Regions from separate parts of the Mus musculus genome. Here all the other regions are linked to region 4. A link is a contact called in public promoter capture Hi-C data. All regions are on one chromosome and are shown on one strand. Each heading gives the region's core, a stretch centred on a gene start, on an enhancer-like site or on the middle of the called end of the contact. The rest is flanking DNA. Distances are from core to core; before and after follow the strand shown. Region 1 holds the start of Eif3f (eukaryotic translation initiation factor 3, subunit F). Region 2 holds the start of Nup98 (nucleoporin 98). Region 3 holds the start of Rrm1 (ribonucleotide reductase M1). Region 4 holds the start of Smpd1 (sphingomyelin phosphodiesterase 1, acid lysosomal).

The links. Promoter capture Hi-C pulls out the DNA fragments that hold promoters and counts their contacts.
Region 1: a promoter capture Hi-C map of pre-B cells shows a contact between it and region 4. The contact joins the promoter of Eif3f here to the promoter of Smpd1 in region 4. A contact is called at or near these places in 2 of 39 promoter capture datasets (cranial neural crest and pre-B cells).
Region 2: a promoter capture Hi-C map of pre-B cells shows a contact between it and region 4, with 5 times the contacts expected there. The contact joins the promoter of Nup98 here to the promoter of Smpd1 in region 4. A contact is called at or near these places in 2 of 39 promoter capture datasets (cranial neural crest and pre-B cells).
Region 3: a contact with region 4 is called in a promoter capture Hi-C map of second pharyngeal arch cranial neural crest. The contact joins the promoter of Rrm1 here to the promoter of Smpd1 in region 4. A contact is called at or near these places in 5 of 39 promoter capture datasets (cranial neural crest, frontonasal cranial neural crest, maxillary cranial neural crest and 2 more).

Annotation. Positions count from the first base shown.
Region 1 is chr7:108,932,643-108,939,477 of GRCm38.p6, reverse strand. Eif3f (eukaryotic translation initiation factor 3, subunit F) reads right to left here and starts at 5,063. Exons shown (of 8, transcript NM_025344.2): 1 at 4,671-5,063; 2 at 1,662-1,732; 3 at 1,363-1,442; 4 at 932-1,069. The coding sequence starts at 5,046.
Region 2 is chr7:102,204,384-102,211,430 of GRCm38.p6, reverse strand. It overlaps Nup98 (nucleoporin 98), which reads left to right and starts at 1,265. Exons shown (of 33, transcript NM_001287164.1): 1 at 1,265-1,413. It also overlaps a transcript of Pgap2 not described here.
Region 3 is chr7:102,436,413-102,443,051 of GRCm38.p6, reverse strand. It overlaps Rrm1 (ribonucleotide reductase M1), which reads right to left and starts at 1,357. Exons shown (of 19, transcript NM_009103.3): 1 at 1,009-1,357; 2 at 1-65. The coding sequence starts at 1,027. It overlaps Stim1 (stromal interaction molecule 1), which reads right to left. Exons shown (of 12, transcript NM_009287.5): 12 at 5,734-6,639.
Region 4 is chr7:105,550,261-105,556,797 of GRCm38.p6, reverse strand. Smpd1 (sphingomyelin phosphodiesterase 1, acid lysosomal) reads right to left here and starts at 2,438. Exons shown (of 6, transcript NM_011421.2): 1 at 1,961-2,438; 2 at 804-1,576; 3 at 120-291. The coding sequence starts at 2,266. It overlaps Gm39063 (a long non-coding RNA gene), which reads left to right and starts at 2,437. Exons shown (of 3, transcript XR_869857.2): 1 at 2,437-2,696.

The DNA of each region.
Region 1 (6,835 bases), core at 3,814-6,313, 3.4 Mb before region 4:
ATGGTGGTGTAGCTGGCAGCAAGTTTTATGTATCAACACTGCTATGTTACTGTTCAAAAGTATACTTATTTCTAGCTTAAAAGATGTGTTCCCAACAATGCTAGCATCTTCTAGTCTATAAATACTGTGCTTAGTCCTAGGAATAATGAATGCACTAACTAGGGTTTGTAGTAGCTTGACATAAGCTAGGCGATTCCTCTGTTGGATTGGCCTACAGGCAAGTCTGTGAGGCATTTTCTTGACCGATGTGGGTGTACCACCCCTGGGTAGGTGGTCCTAAGTGGAATTAGAAAGCAGTCTGAGCAAGCCAGGGGAGCACAGAGGTACGTGCAGCATCACCATGGTTCTGCTCCAGGCTCCCGCCCTGACTTCCCCCAATGTAGACTGGGATCTGTAGGCTGACATAAGCCTTCTCCTTCCCAAGTTGGTGTTGGTCTGTGTTTTATCACAGTAATAGAGAGCAAACCAAGCTGTGCAGTGGTGGTGCATGCTTTTAATCCCAGCACTTGGGAGGCGGAGCCTGGTCCGAGGCCAGCCTGGTCTACTGAGTGAGTTCCAGGTCAGTCTGGGCTATACAGAGAAACCCTGTCTCCAAAAACAAAACAAAACAAAACAAAACAAAACAGAACGCAAACCAAGACAATGAAAAACTAATGATAATTCAGAAAAGCAACAAATACAGGCTCAGAAGAACCTGATAAACACATCATGTGTGGGTTAACTGTTCCAGAAGATGATGCTAAAGGCACTTCCATTTGGAATGGTTCCAAACAACAAATACTCCAGTGTAAGCAGGACCAGTGAGTGAGTGTGAGTTATGGGGTCCGACTTCACTTTAGAAACTTCTCTAATGACAGCTGTTAAAAGAGGAATAAAGTTCCTGAAGAGAAACTAAGCGGCAGGATTAGACCTGAGCGTGCCCAGGGCTCACCTGACATAGGCCTTGATGCTCATGCGCCCATGCTGGAGACCTGTGTCCACCGTGAGGTGAATGGGGTTCGGGGCCTCCCTGCTGTAGTACTCATGGATCAGCACTGAGTGTTCTGTGATGTCATGGCCTGTGGCATACCTGCAACAGCAATCATAGACGCAGGGCAGCTGACACCAATACCAAATGCAACAGCGCAGCGGGTGTTGCCGGGGTTCTCACACCCATTTTAGCAGTAATTAACAATATGAAAAACTGCATAACAAAGTTGTAATTGAAAATAAATATTCTTGACTTTCTAGGATCAAGTTATCATCAAAATCTCATAGGCTCTCGAGGTCACATGCTTTATATGTTCTATGTCTGAAAGGGGAGACGAGATCTAGTCTGATGACAATGAGACCCTCTATCCACTCCCACCCGCGCCATCTTACCAGCCTAGGATGAGCTCATTTGGGGAGACTTTTTTATGTAATTCATACATATTCTTAGCAAATTCCATGTCAACAGCCACCTAAGGGGGAAGGCAGGAGAGGAGGTTAAGAAGCTACAAGTATATGCTGAATAGGAAAAATTACCAACCCCCACCACCTGAGGAGGCCCAATGTGGACAGGGAAAGCAGAGCTTCAGCTGCAGCTCTGGCTACAGACACAGCACAGTGGGGCCTTCGGGGAAGTTAGGGGTTGAATGGCTGTGAACTATACAGGGGCTGCTTAAATCCTCTCAACTCACTTCATCTTCTGACTCATTGTGTGGCACCGAAAAGCAGTTGGTGACTTCTACCGAGTGCTTGTCAACAGTTCCTGGTAAAGAGAGAAGAGCCAGGCGTTACATAATCCTGAGAACTCAAAGCCCATGGCCCCTGACTACCCAATCCCCCAGGGTCAGGGCCCTTTCTAACTAAAGAGGAACAAGAACTCCTGAGCCTCCTGTCTCCAACAGCCCCATGCTAGGATCACAGGTACGCATCACCACACCTGGCTCCTGTGGTGCTGGAGAGTGAATTCAGGGCTTTATGCACGATAGGCAAGTGGTCTATAACTAAGCTGTTTCTCCAGGTCCTGCTTTTGGAGATGGCCTCAAAGTCAGCAAACACGAAGCCAACACATTAGCCCCAAGTCCAGCATCAACAGAACTAGTATTTTCCAGAACTCAAACTCAGAGACCCCCCCCCCCTTTCCATCACCAGACACGATTAAGCCTTCCTTTGCAAGGTCTCCTTTGCCTGCTATTTCCCCCTACCAGCCCTTCCCCACAATACTCTGTACTTTCTAGAGTAGTAGTTTTTAATCTTTTAATGCTGTGACCATCATGTTGTGGTAACCCTTAACCATAAAATTATTTTCATTGATAATTCATAACTACAATTTTGCTACTGTTATAAATGTAATTGAAATACTTGTGTTTTCTGATGATCTTCTGTGAAAGGGTCATTCCACCCCCAGAGGTTTTCTTACCAGACTTCCTCTCACACCCCTAACTCTCACATTAGTTACTGGATCTCACTGAGCCATAGGTCCCAACTATTCTCACTTGATGTCCTGGTACCTTCCTTTAAGTTCCTCACCCCCTACCCCTTGTAACATGTCTCTGCTAGTGTTGTCTTTTGTTGGCTAGCGTTATGGTTTCATTTTCTGAACTATGTGGTGGTTTGAATATGCTTGGCCCAGAGAGTGGTGCTAACAGGAGGTATGGCCTTGTTGGACTAGGTGTGCCACTGTGGGAGTGGGCTTTGAGACCCTCCTTCTAGCCGGGTGGGACGAAGCCCAGTCTTCTTCTGGGTTCCCTTGAATAAGACATGGAACTCTCAGCTCCTTCTCCAGTGCCATGCCCGCCTGGATGCTGCCATGCTTCCCACCTTGATGATAATGGACTGAACCTCAGAACCAGTAAGCAGCCACAGTGAAATGCTGCCTTGGTCATGGTGTCTGTTCACAGCAATGGAACCCTAAGACAAGGTTCTTAACCCACAGGTATACCTTCTGTCATCTGAACACTCACCAACTTTGACCACTGTGACTGCTTCCCCCATTTCAGAGCCTTTTCTCCTAGGGCCTCCAAGATACCAGTCTCTTCTAGCTTTTCCCCTTCTCTTCCTAATCTGTTAGCTCCTCTGACACCTCAGGGTTTCAGCATTGTTAGTGTTCCCAGTTTTTGTTCTATGCTTCTTTTCTAGGTCAAGTACTGGCCCAGAAACACTTCAGTTCATGTTTATGTGCCCAATCTCTTTTGCATTATTTATGGCTCTTTTCCTGCTACAAGGGCAGAGTTGAGTAGCTGTGACAGACTGCACACAAAGCTGAAAATATTCCCTGACTTTTTTTAAAAACACAGCTACCAATCCCTGTGGTAGGTGAGTACATCTACCTCTTTATTTCAGTTACTTATCTTCTGGGGGCTAGGGCATACTTGCCCACACCTCTTTACATTTGCATCTTCACACGTACTGTTAAAATTTGCCTTTCTTTTATACTGATTAATTATGGATGTGCAACTGCTTGCCCATGGAAGTCAGAGGACCGTCTGCAGGTTTTCTCCTTCCATCATGTGGGCTCTGGGAAGTGAAGCACGGGCAGGCAGTGAAGCGCCCTGGCAGCCCTGCTTACTCAATTTTCTACTTGACCAACCCACTGGTACACTCAGGGGCACCTCACAAGGAATACCAAGCCCAAGCCACACTCTGTCCTTTCTTCTTGTATGCACAACGGCAGCTCTAGAACTCACCCAAACCCCTCTCATGCTGCAGTTCTGTCACGCCTTGACCTGCGAGCTCTATTTCCTTGCGTCCACTCTCTGCCTCTCTCTGCCTCCCCTTTGCAGGTGCTCTGCTTCAGCCCTCAATCTGCTGTCCAGGCCCAACTCAGGTCTACTACTTTCCACAAAGCAGGCATGTTCTCTAGTTTCCCCTGCCTCGGCTCTGGAATGAGTGCTGGTCATGGGCCTCTGCAGAGACCAGCCTGGAGGAGTCTTCTCAGCTCCCTGTGAGTCCTGCCCCACAGGCAGGTGACCAAACCACTGAGGGCTTCACTTCCTGCCACCCTCCCGTAAGCCTGGGATGCCAACCTCTTCAGATAGTTGGCTTCTCTTCATCTTGAAGGTTAGCGACGGACACATAATACAACAACAGTCTGTGTCCAAATGAAAAATCAGAGGAGTGAGGTGGGGGTTGGGGGTGGGGGTAGAACTTGGAGCTGAGCATATCTAGGGTTTATGAACCAGTATGTAGGAAAACCTTGGGACACGTGCCTGTCTGAAAAGTTTAGGAAAGCTAGATATTATATATCCAGAATATGTTACAAATATACCTGGTTTATTTGAGTTGGAGGAAGCTTCTGACACATCCTCTTCCCTAACATGGGTGGTGGGCACTTTCTGTTTGTGCTGGGGTGGTGGTAGGTCACTGCATAAGAGAGGGCATGTGGGTACTCTGTTTAACGGGTCAAGGGCTTTGAACTTGCTGTCATTTGAGCTTTCATTTTTGGCAGCATGCCCTCTCAGTACCACGTTGTTGGGAGTATAAAATAACATGTAGATCAAGTATCACAAACTACGCAATAGCTTATACCTACTCCTTGCACATTTCTGTGGCTTAACGGCAATTCGGCTGAATTCAGATCACTCGGGAAGGCAAGCCACAGTAGGAAGGTGCAAAAAGAGAAACAGGCTAAGAGTTCAGGGGCGATGGAACGAGAGGAATAGTAAGATGCACAGGAAGAAAACATTAATTTCCCCAGAACTCACCCAACAGGGTTCCAATAACTCGGGCAGCTCCCTCGTTGCGGCGTTCGTAGCTGTCCACGATCGAGGCCAAAATGACGGGGTGTAGCCTGACCACGCGGCCGCCCGGGAAAGGCCCCGGGAGGGCGGGCCCGGGCTGCGAAGGCGCCGGCGTCTGCGCTGGGGCTGGCGCGGAGGCTGGGGTCTGGCCCGGGGCTGCAGGCGCAGCTACAGCAGGATCAGACGAGACGGGCGCCGGGGACGCAGCGGGAGTCGCAGCCGGTGTCGGAGCTGGCGTGGATGGGGTCGGGGCTGAAGCCGGGGCTGCGGTGACGACCGGCGCCGGGGCTGCGGCTGCAGTGGCAGGAGGGACATTAGCCGGTACGGCCGGAGAAGCCATCTTGCCGAGAAAGAGAGAGAGCCTAGAACAGAAGAGCGTGAGTTGGAGGAATTAGAAATTTGATTGGCTAAATTTATACCACGTGAATCATATCTTGATGACTATTGGACATGAAATTTCCGGCTAGTTGTAAGTTTTAGTGCGCGGTGTGCGCTTTAATTTCTGTCCGATGCGCACTCAGTGTGTAGGAGTCCAGAGTAGTTCCTAGTAACTTTAGGACTTCCTGGGGTGGGAATGGGGAGGAAGCAACTAGCAATCTACACAGTTGCCACCAGGTGGCGGCACAGAGTAGTGTAAAGGTCGCAATTGTTTAAGACTTAAATGGATATTAAATATCAGTCTTACAGGGGATTCACTGTTACATCCATTTAACTTATTAATCAATGAATTAAAATTTGGACTCAGGATCTACTTTGCATTCCACGCCTAGCCATATAGGTTAGGTTGGCCTGGAACTTACCTCAACTTTCCTGCCTCTGCTTCCCGAATGCTAGGACTATAGGCAGGAATCATCATGCCTGACCAATAGTGCTTTATTTGTGATGGCTTCATAAGGCATCATTAGGGAGGCATATTCATTCAACAATTTAAATGCTTAATATGCACCAGACTCTCTCTTATATGCTAGGGTATATAAGTGAACTAAATAGCAAAGGGTTGCATTCTCTTTGGGGGAGAGAAAAGGACTAAATCCTACATTAGGTTAGAAAGTGCTTCGATACACAGTAAATTATTATTACTATTTGACTGTGCTATGAGAAAGAAATGATCAGTGGAGGTTATGAGAGCATGAAAGATTATGAAGGGTTAGAGTAGGATACAATGAGGGTATCAAGTTGGAGTGGAAACTTGAAGAATTCAGGCAGCCAACTATTATTTGGGGTTTTGTAGGGAGAGCTCTTCTGGTGGAGTGAACAGTTCATGTAGAGGGCTTAAGGTGAATGAGAGCAAGACTAGTACATTTAAAGAAAGAATTTGGTGGTTAAATGGCATTATCAAAAGAAAGGATAGATCTCTAAGCAGGGCCAGGAGCTAATTATGAAGACTCCTATGCTGGTACTGGAGAGATGGCTCAGCGGTTAGGAACACAACTAGAGTTGTGAGTAGCTGTAAGCCACCAACCAACCCCTTCCCCTTGCTAGAACCTCAACGCAGATTCTCTGCAATAACCTCTTCCAAAGGTCCTAAGTTCAATTCCCAGCAACTACACAGTGGCTTACAATCATTTGTAATAGGATCTGATGCCTCCTTCTGGTGTGTCTGAAGATAGGGACAGTGTGTGTGTGTGTGTAATAGATAAATAAATATTTTCATTTTTTATTTTTATTTTTTGGTTTTTTGAGACAGGGTTTCTCTGTATAGCCCTGGCTGTCCTGGAACTCACTTTGTAGACCAGGCTGGCCTCGAACTCAGAAATCCGCCTGCCTCTGCCTCCCGAGTGCTGGGATTAAAGGCGTGCGCCACCATGCCCGGCAGATAAATCTTTTTAAAAAGACTCCTATGCTATAAAAAAATTTGGGCAGTAGAAAGATAGTTCAGTGAGAGAGAAACACACACACACACACACACACACACACACACACACACACACACAGAGACACAGAGAGAGAGAGAGACAGAGAGACACACAGAGATTCTCTGTTGTTGCAGAAAATCTGCATTGAGGTTCCAGCAAGGGGAAGGGTTGGTTGGTGGCTCACAGCTACACACAACTCTAGTTCCAGAGAAACCTATGTCCTCTTCTGGCCTCCACAGGCATTGCACTCACATGTACATACATACCCAGTCA
Region 2 (7,047 bases), core at 16-2,515, 3.3 Mb after region 4:
TATACCAGGAGAGGGCACCAGATCCCATTACAGTTGGTTGTGAGCCACCATGGGGTTGCTGGGAATTGAATTCAGGACCTCTGGAAGAGCAGCCAGTGCTCTTAATCGCTGAGCCCATCTATCTCTCCAGCTCCTTTAAGATGTTTTTGTTTGAGGGAATCATTTAAAATTCTTAGCAAATCTCGTTTCAGTTCTATATTGATTTCCCAGGACGTGGTGGAGAGGTAGTATGTACCTCTTTTTTTTTTTTTTTTTTTTTTTTTTAACACAGCTCCTGTTATCTGTGAGACCTCAATAATTTAGAGAGGTCTGGTTTCTAGAACATGCCCACTCTTCTGCTCTCTGCTAGATCCTAGGAGAAAAGACACCAAAAGGATGAAAATGAAGCTTTGGCCCAGATCAGGGGAGGGAGGAGGCATAGAACGGAAAATAAATAAGATACAAAGTAACAAGGTCTTTACAAGCAGACTGCCTGAACTTCACCGGGACTTGTAAAGGTTACCAAATGTGTCCTGGAGAAGGCCGCAAGAAACCCAGAACAAGTATAGATTCTGAAAGTGCAGCTGAGGCTGAAGGGCCAAGAATCTCCTCATTGGGCTCAAGCTCTGTTAAGGCAAATCCATTGCTCAGGTCTATTCTAGAGATTCAGAGGGGGAAAGTGTACGGCGAGGGCTGGCTTGCGCTGGAAAGAACAGTGGGGAGTGGAGTGTCTGCAGACAATCTGTGGATTGATGGGTTTCCAGGAAGGGTCCTCCGGCTCTCCAAGTGCAAGCTAGGTGGCCAAGGAGCCTTCCCATCATTGCCCGCAGACAGGAGCTAGAGAAGGATAGAACAATTACCAGGTCATCCTTGGGACTTCCTTCTGATTGGCCGGAGCTTCCGTAGCGAGTCTCCGCGCTCCAAGGAAGGGGGCGGGGCCTGGACACAGCGTCACTGCGGTTTGGTGCTCACTCCTCTAGCCACGCACCAGCCCTCTTCGAGGGGCCTGTGTGACGTCATGAGCCTCTCTCAGCCAACCGTTGCGGCAGAGGGAGTGGGACTCTACATCCCTCCCCATCGTCCCTCCTTTCCCCCCCCCCCCCCCCTTTCCCGGCAATTCCTTACGCTCCTCCTCTTCCCCTCCGTTCCTAATCAGAGACCGCCTCCACGTTCGGTTTCAAAAGGATCGTCACCCAATGAATAACGGTGTGGGCCTCGAGTGGCGGACCGGCCCGCCAATGCCCGGCCGCCAAGGGCGGAGCGGCCGGAGCCGATCTCTGACGGTGGACGGCGTGTGACGCAGTCAGGCCTCTGCGCGCTGCGCCCGAAGCGGCGGTCGGTGGCAGCGGCGGCGGCGACGACGGTTTTTCTGGAGGCCGCGCGGTGAGCGGCGGGTGACGGGCGGACCTGGGCTCTCACTCCAGACGCACCGCTGTAAGTCGGGAGCGCTGCCGGGGCTGGGCGGGTAGATCTTCCTCTCTGTACCGGCATCTGCGCTGGACGCCCGGGGCCCTCTCCGCCGCCGAGTCTCGTGCCGGGCGCGCTCCTTCGGGCCTGCGTGAGGGGGCGGGGCCCGGGGCCTGCGGCCTGGCTCGGGAGGCCCTGGGAGGGGATCCAACTGTGTGGGGCGTAGGCCGGAGGGGTCTCGGGTCGCAGCCCACATTGAGTGAACCTCGCTTTCTCCGGTGCTACTCATTCATTCGCTGGGTGGAGGTGAGCAGCCCGCGGTAGGCAGACCCTTGCAGGGTGGTGCCTTGGGGGGACTTCAGTGAGGTCTCCCCGTCACTTCCTTGACCACTCTACAGGACACGTTTTGTCTAGGGTTCAACCAGAGGGTTGAGTGAGTCAGAACTGTGTTTAGCTTTTTAAGACACTGACAATTGTCTGATAAATAAAATGAAGGGTTCTTTCTGTTCCGTGTAAACCTAGGTGAGAAAGATTGAATTTCTGAGTAACTGGAGCCATAAGCGTTTAAATTGTCAATCGCCCCCACTCTGCCTCAAGTACAGAGGCTTTATTAGTGGGAGGTAGGTAGAGGAAGAGAATCCAGGTGTCTTGATTCAAGTCTAGTAGAATTTGTATACTCTTCCACCCTTCCTCTATGTTCCAGTCTCCCAATATTGGCAATTCTCTATTTGGTAGGGGTAAGGACCCAGCATTTGACATAATTTTCAAAAACACTTCTAGTTTAGCTGTTTTCATGTTCGTTTATATATAGTAAGATAACTTGATTAGTAGTACCCTGATGGGGACTTTTTTTGCTTTTTTTTTTTTTTTTTTTTTTTTTTAACTTCGGAGACAACCCTTGGTTGGCCTGGAATTCGCTATGTAGACCAGGCTTGCCACAGACTCAAAGAGACCACCTGCCTCTAACGCTGAGGTAATGAGATTAAAGGTGTTTGCCATCACATCCAGACTTAACATAGACTTTTGAGAACAAAACTTTAAAAATGATGAAATTGGCTTTAACCTTGGCAGTGCACACCTTTTATCCCAGCACTTGAGAGGCAAAGGCAGGAGGCACTCTGTGACTACAAAGCTAGCCTACTCTTCATACTGAGTTTCAGGACATCTAGGGCTGCAGAGACCCTGACTCAAAAAGCCAAGTGGGGTGGGGAATAAAACCAAGATAGATGTGGTGCAGGCCTGTAATGTCACCAGTTATGGAAATTGAGGCCAGAGAACTAGAGCATACACAGGCAAAACACTTATGCACGTGATAAAAGAAATAATTGAATTCATTTCAGTAAAATGAAAAAAATGAGGCTTAACGTGTTAGAGGTACTGGGAAATACATTGATAAAATTAAATCTGCTACTTAAGATTTGATGGAATTGTCATTTTGATCTGAATATATCAATCAGCTTGTAGTTTTGATGTTTATATAAACCATAAGACCTAAAAACAAATAATGCAAAAGCACAGAAGAGAACTGAAGTCTTAAAAGTTGTAACTTGGTGTTTTCTGTATCATTTTCTCAGTTTGAGCATCACCACCTGACTCACTCTTCCTTGTAAGTTTCCATAGCACTTAACCTGATCTTCTGCTTGTAGCAGACATTTTACATTTTAGCTATTTGACATTTTACTAGATTATGTTTTGTTTTGTCTTGTTTTGTTTTGTTTTTAATCTTGCTGGCTGTGATGGGAATGCCTTTAATCCCAGTACTCCAGAAATACAGGCAGATGGATCTCTGGGAGTTTGAGGTCAGCTTGGTCCGTATAGCAAGTTTCAGGCCAGTCAGAACTGCATAATGAGACCCTTTCTCAAAACACACACACACCAAAACATAGATACATATATTTCTTAATATTTAGGTAATGTGGCTCATAGATGTTCCTTAGTTGTATTTGTGAATGAGCAAATACAGAAAAGTTAAACTGAGAAATACTCTGGAAAAGAGACTAGATGTTTGTGTACTTATGAAATACTCTGTGCTTTTGTTGGTAGCCATTAGCTCCTAGGTATCTAATTACACTGGCAGGGCACCAAATTCACATTTGGGAAAACAGTATTATTTGTGTGGTGATAGTCTAGGACATCAATATTGTAATACTGATTAATTTCTAGTAAGAGGCTTTGTAAAATTCTGAAATTCTATGCCTTTAATCCCAGCACTCAGGAGGTAGAGACAGGGCAATCTCTATGAATTTGAGGCCATCCTTGTCTACAAATCCATCATCAGGAGAGCCAGGGCTGTTACTCATGGAAACCCCATCCCTCCCCCATATACATATATATGTATACATATGTAATTATGTGTATATATATTATATAAATCTTAGTAGATGCCAGATGTTAAGCATTTTATGAGGATTTAGTGTGCTGTGCTGGAAATTCAGTACATGCTCACAGCAAGATAGTTCAGTACCAATTAACCATTCTTCCCCAAGTTGTAACTACCAAGGTTAAGAAATTATTAAAATTATACCTGAATGAGATGACTGCTTACATTTTAATAAAACTATTCTTACTTTGCTTGTAAAGTCAGTTCATAAATTGTCTAAGACTTTTTTTTTATTTGAGACAATATTCATGGTGTGTAGCCTAAGGCTGACTTTAAACTCCTAATTTTTCTGCCTTTCCCTTTCATGTACAGAGTGGTATATGTCACCATGCCCTACTTTCCATGAAAAACTTGTCAAGTACTGTTCTTGGGAAATTCTAAAACTAAGTCCTAGAGCCACTTTCCTCTAAGATTCTCTTCTCGTTTCTGTGGTAGATTACCGTTCTCTTCTATAAGACAAATCAGGGGAAAGCTTTGTTTTTTGAGGAAGGAGTAAAAGAGCTATTGATACTCAAAGTTACATGCAGTATTGAAGAGTTAATACTTCAGTTTAATGGGGAATAATTTTTTTAGTTTGGAATGTATTTATTGAGACAGTATCTCACTATGTACCAGGTTGACCTGGACTCACTGAAACTGCATCATTCTCCCAAGTACAGGCATGTGCATGTGTCACCAGGCCTTGCTGCATTTCTTTGATTATTTTGCTTTTCAAGACTGGGTTTCTCAGTAGCTCTGTCTAACCAGGCTGGCCTTGAGCTCAGAGATGTGCCTGTCTCTGCCTCCCTAGTGCTGGGATTAAAGGTGTGTCCCAGCTTTAATAAAGCTAAAAATAGAGCTTTATGGAGCTGGGTGATGTAGATTAGTTGTTGGTTGATTGCCTAGCATCCATGAAGCCCAAGGTTCAATCTCCTGCATCCTATGAATCAGGCATAGTGATTGGCATATGCCTATAGTGCCAAGGTTTAAGACAGTGGTTTTTAACCTGTGGGTCTCAACTCCTCAACCTCTGTCTCCAAAAAATATTTACATTATGATTTATAACAGTAGCAAAATTACAGTTAATGAAGTAGCAACAAAGATAATTTTATCGTTGGGGGGGGGTCACTACAACATAAGGAACTGTATTAAAAGGTTGTAACGTTGGGAAGTTTGAGAACCACTGACTTAAGCAGTAGAAGCAGGAGGATCTACATAGTTCTAGCTTCTCTAAGTATAAAAAAGTCTTTAAAGTTAGTAGTAAGTTTAAGATAAAGGTGAAGGATAGCTTAGTAGGGTAGATTGAAGGATGTGAAACTGGAGGTGGACAGACAGTAATAGTATAAGATAGTACCTCTCAAACTTGGTGGTTTCTAAACTCCTTAAATCTTTTAAAAATATAAAGTGTTCCAGGGCCAGTGAGATGGCTCAGTGGGTAAAGTGCTTGCCTTGATAATCCCAGAAACCTGAATCAGTCCCTGAAACCCACATACGCATGGAAAAAAGAGAAAAACTCCAGAGGAGTCGTCCTTTGACTGCCACATGGACTCAGTGGGACAGAGAATAATACAGTAGTCATTCAATAATAATAATAAACTTTTTTTAAAATTATGGGTTCCAGGCAGCTTTTATTTATACTGTTGATACTTACTGTGTTAAAAATTAGCTAGGCAGTGGTGGCTTTCACCTTTAATCTCAGCACTCAGGAAGACGAGGCAGGCAGATCTTTATGATTTTGAGGCCAGCCTGTTCTACAGAGGGAGTTCTGGGACAGCCAAGGCTACACAGAGAGACTCTAGGGGAAGGGGTTGGGAGTGTGGGGCTAAAGAGATAGCTTATCAGTTAAAAGCACTTACTGCTCTTGTAGAGGACCTGAGTACAGTTCCTAGCCTCCATGCCAGGCATCTCACAACTGCCTGTAACTCTAGCTAAAAGGGATCCAATGCTCTCTTTCTGGCCACCATGGGTACTGCACCATGTGTATATATACACATATATAAGAAATGTAAAATAAAGTAGAAATGGCTATTTAAAATAAATAATAAGTGGGGGCATGATGGCTTATACCTTTAAATTCAGCACCTTAGAGGCAGGACAAGCATATTTGTAATTTCAAGGCTAGCCAGAGCTACAAAGTAAAACCCTGTCTGAAAAATAAGATACAATAATTTTAAAATTCAGTGAGAAAGCTGGATTAATAAAAGATTATTGGATACAGTAGTTGACTTTTATATTCCAGCAGTTGACAAAGTAAGTTTGTGAAAAATAACCCAACCTTATGTAGATAACTAGCTAAAAAAGAAGGGAGTATTTTAATAGTCTTCTCAGATGTTTGTATTCTCCATTGACATGGCACTCAAACCTGTTAAAGGTTTGTAATACAGATTTAGAAGCCATTTCATTACATTTATGTCCTGTGTTACACAGAAGTTCATCAGTTCATCTTGCATACTGTATCTTATATGTGATTTAATGACATCAGCATTGATAATTTGGAAATTATTGGTTCACTAAGTTATGTTGACAAATAAAATTTTACAGTTGTTACTATTTTGATCTGGTATTCTCACTTAAGTTAAATCAGGGATGTGATGGCACAGGCCTTCAATGACAGTCCCAGGGAGTTTAATGGTGTACAGATGGATTCCAGGGCCAGCCAGGGATACAGTGAGACCCTGTCTCTCAAAACAATAACAAATTTGGAAGTGCGGGGCTGGCAGTATAGATTAGTTAGTGGAGTGTTTGCCTAGTATACATGACACAGGCTTGGAAACATGACCTTTAACCCCAGCATTTGGGAGATGAAGGCAGGAAGATCAAAGTTGTTTTGGTTTACTTTTCCTGTTGCTATAATAAATACCATGATCAAAAGTTAGTTGGGGAGGCAAGAGTTAGTTCATCTCAAACTTTTAGTTTCAGCGCACTGCTGAGGGAATTTTAAGGCAGGAACTGAAACAGAAACCTTGGAAACCTAGCTGTTACTGGCTAGACCACTGGCTCATGCTCAGTTCTCTTAATATAGCCCAGAACCACCTTCATAGGGATGCTGCTGTTTATAGTAAGCTGAGCCCTCCTGCATCAATCAAGACATTTTCCTGCAGACGTGGACACAGGCTAGACTAGTCTGGATAGTTCCTCATTCCAGGTGATCCTAGGTTGTGTAAAGTTGACAAGAGAAACAACTAGCACAGAAGTTCAAGGTCATCTCTGACAACATATCCAGTTTGAAACCCAGCTTGGGATTCATGAAACCCATTTTTAAAAAGTGAGGAAGAGTGGGTGGGAAGATGGCTTGGTAGTTA
Region 3 (6,639 bases), core at 108-2,607, 3.1 Mb after region 4:
TCCATAACAGAGTTTCTGGATTCGTGATGTAATTTTGTCAAACATAACTCGCTCTTGGCGGCCATCTAAATAATCAAATCACAGTTAGCATTAGCAGTTATTAAGCGGGCAATACCAAAGAATCAAGTATATTCAGCTTTTAAAACTGTTTAAAACAATTAAGAGATTGTCTTTGGGGTCTGCAGAGACTGCTCAGTGGTTAATCATGTCTACTCGGATTAAGTCTTTGTCTATTTGGGTTAAAAGTCTTTGTCTATCGACCTATGATAGAGGAGGCAGCCCTCTGTGAGTTTGAGGCTAGACTGATCTACACAGAGTAAGTTCCAGGCCAGTCAGAGAAACCCTGTCCCAAGAACAAACAATGTAAAAAAAAAAAAAAAAAAAAAAACCTCCCCACAAAAATGCAGAGGCAGGAGAGATGATACTACACTCCCACCTCAGAAGAGACCAGAAAAATGACAGATGTTCAAAAAATGTGGTGTCCTGCCTTTTCTTTTTTTCCTTATTTCCTCCTACACCAGATCATCGACTCCGCGGTTCTTTTGTCTGTTATTTTGTTTAAGAAATGAGGAAAGACAGGCACAGGGCTATTATGAGCTATGGGTTTCAATTCTAACCTCACCAACTACTAGCTGGGGTGGAATGGGGGTGTTGGGGTGCTTTTTCGTGTCTTTGCAACCTCTTCTAAAAAAATGGAGCCAAAAGCAGCTACCTCTGAGGATGGCGGCAAGGAATAACAGTGCTCGGGAACAATCTCAGACAGGGTTGGAGGGAGTCTGGAAGGGAGCACAAAGTCAAAGTCAAAGGGAACACACAAAGGTCAAGAGAATGGGGACAGACTGAGCAGACACAGGCCCAGCTGACAGACAGGGCGGGAAGCGCGGCGGGAAGCGCGGGAAGCGGCGAGGCGCCGCGGGTCGGGCGGGTCGGGCGGGCCGGCGATAGTGACCGCTGGGCTCTCCGCAGCCGGGTCCCCTCTCCTCCTCCCCATCCCCACGGACCCCTCACCTCGCTTGATCACATGCATCGCCGCTAGAAGCTGAAGTGCTGAGAGGTTCGAGACCAGTTAGCAGCTCCGAGGCGAAGAAGGGACAGAGACGACTGTCAGATGTGAAGGGTTGGACTCCGAGAGGCTGCTCGGACGGAGGGATGGAAGCTGCGCGATAGACAGCACTTTCCTCACCAGAGCAGACTAACCGAATTACGAACTCCTTCCCGCTCCCGCCACCCGTGACGTGCAGAGCAACGCGACGGACGGAATTCGAATGACGTTCTTGACGTTTCAACGCCGGGAGTTGAATGGGCGGAAACTGAGCAGTAGACAGACAGCACACGAGTCCCTTGGCCGCCATATTGAGTGTGGGCAAAGCCCGGGAGACTGCGCTCCTTTCCACCACATTGGGTGAAAGCGGACCTGGCGGGAACGAGTTCTCCTGCCGCCATATTGGGTGTGGGCAAGCAAATCTCCCGAGTATTTTTATTTCATAACAAAAAAGTAACCAACCAGATATCCAGAACACCTTTTTCCTTTTTCCTTCTTCCTCCTCCCTTCCCCCTTCCCTACCCCTCTGACTTTTTTTTTTTTTTTTTTGCTATTTTACATTATGGACATTATGGAAACACCAAGATTTTGTTCTGGTTTGCACTAAAGCCTACAACCCGCAAATAAGAAGCAGATAGGAAGCCCGGGGCTCGTAGGTCTACACTCCTCAGTTAAAGAGTGGGGCTAGACCAAAGGTGTTTGAATTTCAGCCTTACAGAAATAGGGGTACTGTGAAACTCTTATGAAGGCCCACAGTCCATTTGCTTTTACAGTTTTGTGGATGGTAGTAGAGATAGGATCAGCAATAAGATAGTCGTCGCCACATTAATACGTGAAAACAGCCAGACATTATGCAGAGACCAAGACATCTGCGAATACTCAGTCCTAAGGGACTTCTCCATCAAATCCCTCCCCAAATGACTCAGGGGGCCCCATAGAAAAGGAGGAAGAAAGAGTGTAAGAACCTAGGGGGATGGAGGACACCGAAGAATCAAGGCCCTCTATGCTCTTATAAACTCTTGAGACTAAGGCAGCATGCCCAGGGCCTGCCTGCCTTCCAGTTTACTAGTGTTTTTTATGGGATTTTATAGTGTTCGCCTGAGTGTGCGAACAAGTGTATCTCTGATTCTTGTTCCTTCTCATGCATTCTGTCCTTCTGTTGGTTCTGTTCAACACTGATGTGCTAGTTTTCTTTCTTTTTTTTTTTTTCTTTTTTCTTTTCTTCCCTTGGAAGCCTGTTTGTTTTCTAACGAGAGACAAAACGGGGCAGGACCCAGATGGGGAGGAACTGGAAGGAGAGAAGGGAAAACATAATCAGGATATGTTATGTGAGGCGAAAAAAAAAATCCATTTTCAATAAAATGGGGGGAAAGGCTAGGTGAAAAAAAGAAAGAATAGTTAAAGTCGTACTTTAAACCTATTCAAGACAAGTATAAAAACTAATTTCGGTCATAAAACTGATCTTCATAAAATAATGTATGTGGCATTCTTTCGCTAAAACCTATCATTTGCTTCTTACACCCTCCAGAAGGGGTCCATCTCCACCCACAACTGACACATCATAGGAAATCCTACATGAAGCTAGAGGACCAGGGCTATCCAGGGGGAAAATATGATATGGAAACACAATTGATATTCAGATGTTAGGGGAATATAATATCATTTGCTAGAAATGGAGCTGGAGATCATCATAATAAGCCAAGCTTATAGAGACAAATATTGCATCTTTTTTTATAATGTGGAACCGAGGTCTAAAAAATAAAAGCAAACCAAAAATCCAAACTTGGGCCAGCTGCCAAAACTCTAGGTCAGTGCCTAGCCCAGTCCTCATCAAGAGGGGATTCCTTCTGCAGCTGGGAGCAGATATAAAAACCCATAGCCAAACATTAGACAGAGAAAGAGAGCCCAAACTGGAGATTTTCACAGGTCTCTCCCTTCAGAGCTTAGAGAAAGAACTGTAGGAGCCACAGGGGTGGAAGACACCAGGAGAACACGGCTCACTGAGTCAACTAAGCAGGCGTCATAGGGACTCACAGAGACTGACGCAGCAATCATGGAGCCTACAAGGGTCTGTGCTAGGTCCTATGCATGTATGTTACATTTGTTAGGTTGGTGTTTTTATGAGACTCCTAGCAGTGGGAGTGAGGGAATCTGACTCTCTTCTGACCCTTTTCCCGCTACTGGGCTGCCTTGCACAACCTTGATATGGGGGTTTGTGCCTAGACTTACGAATCTTGTTATCTTGCTATACTTGATATCCCTGGGAGATGGACTTTTTTTTTTTTTTTTTTTAATGGAGGAGTGAATGGGGGAAGAGGGGAGTTAGGGGGAGAATGGAAGGAGTTTCAGAAAGACAGGAAACTGTGGTCCAGATATATTGTATGAAAAAGTAAATAATAAAACTAAAAATAAAATAAAATAAACAAAAAACAAGGGGAGACACTATTTGGAAAGAGGAAGAGTATAATAGGGTAAAAGTTTCTCCATTTTGTCTCAGCTGAAGCCATCTTTGGTTCTACCCTCTCACTGAAAAGTCCCATTGGAAAGCATCCAACCCTGTTCTAGAAATTCAGGGTCAAAATGCTCCAGCTAACTTCATATTCTTGACTCTTGTAAAACTGCTTGCTTGCCCCTGCAATTGCCAACCAGTATATAGTGGGGATTTTGTGTGTGTGTGTTCTTTGTCTTTAAAAACTCCCTGTAATATGCATTCAAGGCTGCTCTGTGAGAAGTGTTTCTCTCCAGGCAGTCCCTGCCTGCTTAATACAGACTCTGTATTTGAATTTTGGTCAGGCTGAGGACCACAATGTAGCAGTGACCCTGTACTTGAGAATGGGCTAGGACCCTGGCAAAATTCAGAAATATTCTAAATTCTAAAGAGAGGTCCTTGTGTCTCTATGCTAACAGAGAACTGCTGAGAACTGATCCAATACAGGCTATCTAAAGATAGTGATCTCCTCCAACACCCAGAGAAGGCATGCATACCTTCTTGCCTTTGCTTCATAGTTTTCTAAAACTGTAAAGGCTACAAGTATGCTAGGAAAAAGGACTGAGTTATTTATCTCTCTAGTGACAAAACTATGAATAAATCCATTTCCCTTTACCAATGTGTTTCCTCATTTCTTTTGAAATGCAGAGAAACCGAGATGATTGGTTTGTGGACCTAAGAATGAACGTGGCTGAGAGGAGAGGGTGAATAATATCAAAGAGCATGCTATTCATGCATGAAGATACCAATATAAACCTCCGTATTTTATTCAAGGACTACATGCTTTAAAAAAAAAAAAAAAAAAAAAAAAAGGCAGGGCCGTTGAGATGGTAGTAAAGCATTTACCACTAAGCCCAACAATCAGAGTCCAACCCCCGCCCCGCCCCCCCACCCCCCACCCTCCGCCCCAGGATCCACACAGGAGAGAACCCGATCCTACAAGTTGTCCCCTTTGACTTCCACATAAAGGTTATGGTACACATTTGAACCATTTAAGATGTCAAGTGGGAAGCCCAGCAGTGGTAGTCTATCCCTTTTATGTTTTTGTTGTTGTTATCATTGTTTTCTGTTGGTTTGGTTTTGTTTTCCAAGACAGGATTTCTCTGTGTAGCCCCGACTGTCCTGGAACTCACTCTGTAGACCAGGCTGGTCTCAAACACAGATATCCGTCTACCTCAGTCTCCCCAGTGTTCGGGTTACAGGTGTGTGCCACTACGGCCTGCCCCTTTTATGTTTTTCAAAACACTAATTTATTTAAGCTGTGTATTTAATGCTAAATACTGGCCCCCAAGATCTGATCCCTCAGCAATGAGGAAACCCTGTCAATAACCCCTTGTTCTAACTTGCCATCTTCTTCTTCAGCTGCTCTTCCTCTGACCATCCAAACCCTCGTGACCAGTTCTCCCAGTCCCCTATCCCATGCTGTCTTCTCTCTTCACCTCTCTGTTCTTTCCTCCTCGGGAATCTCTGCCTCAGATCCTCATATACTCCAAGTAATGCTATGTAACCCTGCTCCTTCATTTAAAACTATTAATTACGTAAAGATGCCTATAGCCTATGGCAGAAGAGAGGCAGGTGGAGCTTTGGTTTTCTGGGCTCTGAGGCAGAGACCATGAGGAAGAAAGAGCTGAGAGGTGAAGAGAGAAGACACCATGGGATAAAGGACTGTGAAAACTGGTAATGTGGGCTGGCCAATTGGAGTAAGTGCAGACAAAGCAGAAAATGGCAAGTTATAACTAGGGGTTATCGATAGGGAAGTAGACAAAATAGCTTAGAGGCTTGATATCTGCCCAGCTCCAGTGCTTTTAAGGCTATTATAAATCTATAGGTTTTGTGTCTTTTATCTGGGAACTAAATGATCTCAGGCGGGGTAGAAACCCCCAATTCTATTTACCACAACAGCCCAGTGTACAGAGCAAGTTCTAGGACAGGCAAGACTACACAGAAAAAACTTGTCTGGGGGGAGGCAGGGGGAGAAAATGTATTTTCTGTACCCCTCCTTATGCATGCGCAGCACAGCACATGTATAGAAATTAAATTAGAGGACAACTTTCAGAGTTGGTTCTCTCCTTCTACCATGTGGGTCTCAGGAATGAAACTCAAGTCTGTAAGGTTTGAAGTCAAGTGCCCTAACCCACTGGTTCACCAACCTCTTAATTCCATTTGTTAAGCCACAGGGACACAATAAGAGTCACAGCCAGCAGAGGTTAAAATCTCCTACATGCTTTATTGGACTTCAAAGAATCTTATGAAAATAACACAGAAAAACCCATGTGAGGGTGTCCAGGGGGCATCAAGGCAGTCTACAGCCTAGCACCCGCCTAAGACCAGCCCCAGCTGCACCCAACCCAGGCCCAAATTAGGAACTCAGGGTACAGGCATGACAGAATGGGGCAGAGGGAAAAATACCTTTACAGCCATAGCAAAAACAGGTAAAGGAGAGAGTTGTCTGGAAGATGGGAGGTGTGGGGGGAGAAGTGGTCACACAGCAGCCTTCACATACATATACCATCTTCCTTCTCCACCCCTGCCCCAAACCAATTGTGTCTGTTTTAAGCCTGTGGCCCAGGCTATGCAGTAACACAAAAATGGAATCTGACAAAGGGAGGATGCTGTGCAGGCACTTGGGAAATTCAGGAGATTTATTTATTTTATTTTTTATTTTTTTATTTTAAAACTGTTTGTCTTTTGGTTCAAATATAACATCCTTGCCCAGGGCTCCACAAGAGCCCTGTGTCATGACTGTGGCTCCCATAGCCAGGGGAGCCAGTTGCCCTGAGCCCCAGTAGTGCTGATGCTGATGGGGAGCTTCAGGGCAGCACCTCTTAAGAGATACACTCCTGCAATATAGGGGAGCAGAGGTAAGAGGAAGGCAGGTGTGGGCAGGGCAAGAGAGAAATGGCAACTGCCTTACAGCCCACAGCTTTGGCATCTACTCATCCTCCAACTGGGAGAAGTCTCTCCCATCAATCACAAGCCTGGTCTCTCTTTAAAACTCTGGTGACTTGTTCCCTGGGAGTTGGTTCCACTCCCTGAATGGAGCCCTGGAGATCCAAAGGAGCTCCAGGATGAGGTTCCCTCCAGTCTACCACACTTCCATAGAACAAAC
Region 4 (6,537 bases), core at 1,189-3,688:
AGTTCTAGGAAGTGAAGCGACACTCCCCTCTTCACAGATCTCAGCCCCACACACAGCAGCCTGCTTCTCCTCAGCCCCAACAGCACCTTCTCCACCCGGTTCATAACGCATCCCCTTACTTTGTCTCCTCGATTCTCAGCAGCCTGAAGCTCCTCCACCAGCCACTGGAGTTGTCCAGCAGGATCTGTGGAGTTGATCAAGAGCCAAAAGTTCTCACGGGAACAAAAATTCATATTGAGAGAGATGAGGCGGAGGCCAGGGCGTGGGGTGAGGGCATAGAAGCCCCCAATTCTGAAACAAAAGTAACCGAGATGTCAATAGTCCTGCACATCAGGCAGAGGTACACATGATGTCATCTCCCACCCCCAGGAGCTCCCACCCTAGCTGAAGACCAACAGCAGTAATTATAGGGCTCCTCTGACAGTAAAGAAGCCTCAGAGGGTTGAGAGCTTCATGAATTCAGGACAAAGAGTGAGGTGAGTCAGAAAGCAAAGGCCTTTCTGTCGGGAGATGTTATAGGCCTGGCCACGTTGAGAAAAAAATGGGAGATATTAAAGAGGGAGGGAGAATTCATTTTACAAAGAGAGCTACTGTAGGCAAAGACACAAGCTAGGGAGTGGGGATGTACTGCTAGCTCTGAAAAGAGGGTGGCTGGAGATAATTAAAGGGAAGGCAGGGTCAGGTTAGGGAGGGCAGTAGAGAGTGCTGAGGACACCTGCTGGAGTAGTCTACCCAGTTCCCTCCTCCTTTCTCCCTCATCCATCTTTCTTCTTCCTTCCTGGGTTTCCACCGACAGTAAGTACCTTAGGGTGTGAAGGGCATCAGCTGGTAACCAGGGTTCCCATGCCTTGGCCATGGCTTCATAGAGCCATTGTGAAGATTGGTTTCCCTTTATGAAGGGAGGAGGGAAGCCATTGACAGGAGTGCTCTCATGGTTGCCCACAGCAGGGTACACTGGCACTGGGCCCAAGAACTTCCTCACGAGGTCTGTGATGGTGGTCAGGGCCCTCAGCTGATCTTGGCGAGACTGTTGCCAGACATCATGGGCAGGGATATCTCCCGTCCAGTACACCATTTCAAAAGGGCCGGCAGGGCCCAGTCCTTTCAACAGGCTTTCTAGCGTTCGCAAGGGCAGGTCACACTTGCTGTACTCGCCCCAGAACCCAGCCCCCTTCTGGGAGTTGGGTGGCCATCCGGACCCCCGGCGGCAGCAAAGTGGATCTGCACAGTAAGGGTCTGTGCCCTCCAGGTACTCATGGTCCCAGTGTAGATCAGTAAGGAAGAGGACACGGCTGACAGGGGCACCGGGGGCTGGTGGGCTCGGTGGCTTTGGGGGTGGCTTCGGCACTGATGGCAAAGAGATGTTCCAAGTCGAAAAGATGTCCCAGTGTCCACAAGAGGAGCCCAGAAGCAAGCCACAAGCCTCTGATGGGCTCAGAACTGAACGTGTCCACACCTCCACCACATCGTCCTCAAAGAGATGGACGGCTGACTGGCACACATCTAGTGGTGCTATGTTCAGCATCTTGCATATCTTGATGGCCACAGAGCCTACCCGTGCCACATTGGGCTCCTTCTGTGGTGGAAGGAACCAATGAAGTTAGGTCAGAGACAGAACAAGTGAACCCTGGCCACCACTCCACAGGCTTCCATGTCTAAATCGGAGCTAGGATAACTCTGTCACCATGATAAAGAGACATCAGTATCTCCCACACACTGCCCAGCAGTTCAGCACCAGGCCTCTAGCTACCTACTCTAGCTCAGGGTGTGCTACCATTTCAAGCCCACAATTAGCCAGCTGACTTTACTCTCCCTAACTTTATAAAGGTCACAGTGGGGTAGTGGTAACATGGATGCATAGGAAGCACCCTCTACCAGAAATATATTGCCCCCTCCCCCGGGCATACCAGTGCACTTCATCCTGCCCCCAGCATTCCACAACAGCCCTTCACGCACTCACCTTCAGCCCATGGTTGAGAGCAGTGAATAAGACTTTGCAGGCGGGGCAAGTGAGGTTCTGCCACCCAAAGGCACTCTGGAGCGGCGGCGCTATGGCACTGAATTTGACAGAATGGCCTTCAGAAGGAAGAGGATAAGCTCTGGCAGGAACCCAAAGAACCGTGGAGTCAAACAGAGCCAGAACCAGCGCCAAGCCCAGCCCCATCCAAAGGAGTCCCACTCTGGGTGCCGGTAAGGACCTCTCCAGTCTCTGCTCCCAGCCGGCTCTGAGGTGGTCCTGGCCGGATGATGCTCTGTGGTGGGGCATTGCCAGGCTCGTAGACAGGACTGGCTTGCCCCTCCAGGCCCCACAGGCCGAAGCCCTGGCTGGCCCTCGGGGCCCGGGTAACGCTGGAGACACCTGATTACCCTTCGTTGTGGTTGACTGATAGCTCAGCAGCCAGCCACAAAACAGCTCCTCCCCTTCCTGTTCCTCTTATGGCCCAGCAACTGTGGGGGAGCGGCTGTCAAAACCTTGGGGGCGGAGCAAAAGGGGGCTCGCCAACCCGCCCTGATCCGCCTTCTTCAGCCACAGCCCAATCACCCCGGGCGGTCTTAGGACCCGCGGGGTTGGGGTGGGTAGGTGACCTCGGTAGAGACAAGCTTCACCACCCTGAGCCATTGCTGCGCGAGGCTGCGGGCGGCGGCCCCGATAATTTCTGCCCAGAACTGATGGAAGCCCTTTAGGGAACTCCCAGGTGCCCCTCTCTTCCACCCCCCCTCCCCGCTTTTTTTTTTTTTTTTTTTTTTTAAACATTCAGATTCCTAGAATAGATGCCCGGCTCAGCTGGTCATTAAACTGAGAAGATTAACTAGAGAGGGCTGGGGCAGCGATGCTTGCATTGAGCGGATTGACCTGCCATGGACGGTCCTCCCCTCGATTTCCTATGCTCTGCCACCATTACAGCAGCCTTGAATCACTTAAGGTTTTGTTAATGTGTCTTTCTTTTAATTTAAAATTTTGCATTATTATTTATTTATGTGTATGGGTATTTTGTATGTGTGTGCACCACGTGCGTGGTGCCTGCTGGAGGCCGGAAGAGGATCCACCTGGACTGGAGTTATAGATGTATTGAGGTCGCCACGCCCGTGCTGCGTGCTGGGAATTCTACCCAGGTCCCAACACTATTAGGTGTGGGACCTGCCCTGGAGCCTGGTCAACCTACCAGGGGTCGTCATATCCTTAAAAAGAAAACTGCCTCTTCTAGGAGCTCTCCGATGCCAATACGCCTTAGCTAGGAGTGAGCCTTTGGAATTTTGTCTCGCTTGAACATCCTGTGCGTGCTGTCACAATCATGGCGATTTCACTGCATGCAACTTCCCTGTCGTGCCAGAAAAGTTTCCTTTAGTCACCCGCTGCCTCTGGCTCTTCCAGTCTTTCAGTCCCACTTTCAATCACTTAGCCTTGTAAGGAGAGGTGTGATATAGACCCCATTTAGGGAGGATCACTTCGAAGTCTCTTGTTCTCTGATGATCATTTGTAGGTGTCTGTGTTTAACTCTCTCCTGCTTCAAGAAGCTTCACTGGTGAGGACTGCTAAGTGCTCTGATCTACGGGTACACTAAAGTCATTTAAATACTGTGCCTATTAGCAGAATAATAGTAGTAGGTTCTCTGCCCCGCTATGGGGGTTATGACCTATCTAGCCACAGGCCCTTACACTGATAATGGTGCCAGGTATGGGTTACATCTCATCTCTCAAAGGTCTTCTTAAGTGTTTTTAATCCTATTTTATCTGTTGTTGTTTGTTTGTTTTGTTTTTGAGACAGGATCTCACTATGTCTTGCCCCAGGATCCACAGTTCGGGAGCCAGCCAATCTTCTAACAAAGCTTTAATTCAGAATTCTCAGGATAGAAGGGACTTTTGGCTTTGTTTATTTATTTATTTTTATTTTTTCAAGACAGGGTTTCTCTGTATAGCCCTGGCTGTCCTGGAACTAACTTTGTAGACCAGGCTGGCCTCGAACTCAGAAATCCACCAGCCTCTGCCTCCTAAGTGCTGGGATTAAAGGCGTGCCACCACTGCCCGGCTCATTTCCTCCTTTTTAATAGAGAAAGAGTTGGGTATACTCCTGTAACCCCAGCACCTGGGAGGTAGAAATAAGAGAATCAGACATTCAAGGCCACCCTTAGCTACAAAGTGAATTTGAGAAGTTTGAGTCTACCCTGGACTGCTATGAAGCCATACCTCAAAAAATTAAAAAGAGGAATTATATCCACAGTGGCAAAAAGCTTAATTTATCAAATTCTGTAAATGTGCTAAATACTAATTCAGGTGCTTTGTAATGACTAGTTTTCAATTCTCACACAATCCCACAAATAGCAATAATACTGCTATTCTTGAGCTGGTTGAGTGGCACATGCCTATAATCATAACATGTGAGAAGTAGTGCTGCATTTGCATATAAGCTATACACATCTAGATACTTTAAATCCTGTTTATTCCTAATAATAGCAGTAGTTGTTACATTGTATTGTTAACAAGGAAAAAGTCTGTACATGTTTCTTATAGGCACTCCCCACCCTGCATATTTCTGATCTGTGACTATTTGAATCTTCAAATTAAAAAAAACTAGATTTATTCATTTTATATATTTATGTATTTTATCTTCCTATATGAATGTGCACCATATATGTGTACTATGAGAATGCCTGTCACCTGGAGAGGTCAGAAGAAAATGACAGATCTCCTGAAACTGGAGTTGCCAATGGTTGTTAGGCATTGTGTGGGTGCCTGGAATCAAACTAGGGTCCTCTGCAAAAACAACAAATGCTCTAAATGGCTAGGCCATCTCTCTAGCCCCAAATCTTCAGATTTAAATCTTATACCAACACACTTAGTAACTTTATATTCACCTATAAAGAATATAAAGCATATCTTAGGCTGAAGGTGTTTCCGTGATGCTGAAAGAGCTTTGCAGAGCTTCTGTTGGCTGGATGAAAGCGACACTTTCAAGAAGTGAGGACCACTCTAAAGTACATTTCCTGGGGCTCTAAGGTGGAGGTGGTGTGTCTACACAGGGGAGACTGACAGTAAATGGAACCACAAATACCTGCTCCGAGAAGGTTGGTGGTCCTGAGGAGGTCATCAAACCCACTGCCACCAATGTGAGATAACACGTTTTATCACACCTTTGTTTTCTTTCTTACTTTTCATCTTTTTTTTTTTTTTGTTGTTGTTTTTTGGTTTTTCGAGACAGGGTTTCTCTGTGTAGCCCTGGCTATCCTGGAACTCACTCTGTAGACCAGGCTGGCCTTGAACTCAGAAATCTGCCTGCCTCTGCCTCCCAAGTGCTGGAATTAAAGGCGTGTGCCACCACGCCCGGCTTATTTATCTTTTTTATTCTGTCTGTTTCCTCCCCCACCCCCATGCCCTGAACAGAGTCTCACTATGTAGCTCTGGCTGTCCTGGAACTCACTTTGTAGAACACCCTGGCCTCTAATTGGCAGAGATCCACCTGCTTCTGCCTCCCAGATGGTGGGTTTAAAGGCATGTGCCACCACCAGAAGGTCTTGTGTCTGTTTTGGAGGCCACCTAAGCAGTGGTATTTCTTTAGGTCAGCCTTGGCCTGCACAGAGGAACCCTTATGATCTCCTGGGACATTCTGGTTCTTCCTTCAACTTACATTTCTCATTGCTTTAATAAACCACATGTCCCCGGAGACTCTGTGGAATAGTAACTTGGTGGAGACCCTGTCTTCATACACATCTTCTTAATATCCACTTTGTGAAGGCCTAAAGTCACTTCTGTCAATTAAAGCATTTCTCTCTCACTTCGACCATCATTTTCAAAACTTTCTGCAGATGAATTGCTTTCACCTGTTTTCTCCTCAGACTATTGATAGGGCTGAGCAACAGCTAGCCAATTCACTCTTCCTTATAATTAACATTTCTCTTGCATTTTCCAAAAGACTGATTCATAGGCCAGATGCCGTGGCTCCCAGCACATGAGAAGCTGAGGCAGGAGAATTCTCTGGGTTCAAAGCCAGCATGAGCTAGATAGGAAGCACCAGGGTAGCCTGGATTGCAGAATGAGACCTTGTCTCAACAAAAGAACTAAAAACCTCCAATTCACTGAACCAGCCAATGCATTCTTTTCTACGACTTGATTAGCACTTAGCTGGTGATGGATGTTGTCTTTGTTGGCAGCTGGGGCTGAGTGACCCATCTCCTTCACCCCCCTGCCATTCCAGCACCTGCTTTCTCAGAGGGCTCCTAGCACTGACACCTGGAGGTTCTCAGGACAACAAATTAGAGCTGGACGAGCAGGGGAGTTACTATGGGCTGCATTCAGAATCAGCATCTGAAAAGAGAAGGAAGAAAAGAGGATGGGATGGAATAGTGTCTCTACAGAGCCAAGTTCTAAAGAGACAACCGTCAGAGCTGTTCCAAGCAAAACTAAGGATGCTGAATCTCCATTCTCCCCTAAACCAGTCGGTCATAGGATATGTGTTACCTTTGGAAAGGGCGTAGCCTCAGACAAGGTGATTCTTAGCGGTAGAGGGTCCTGAGGGTCAAGGTCCTTAGAGTAGCAGCACTC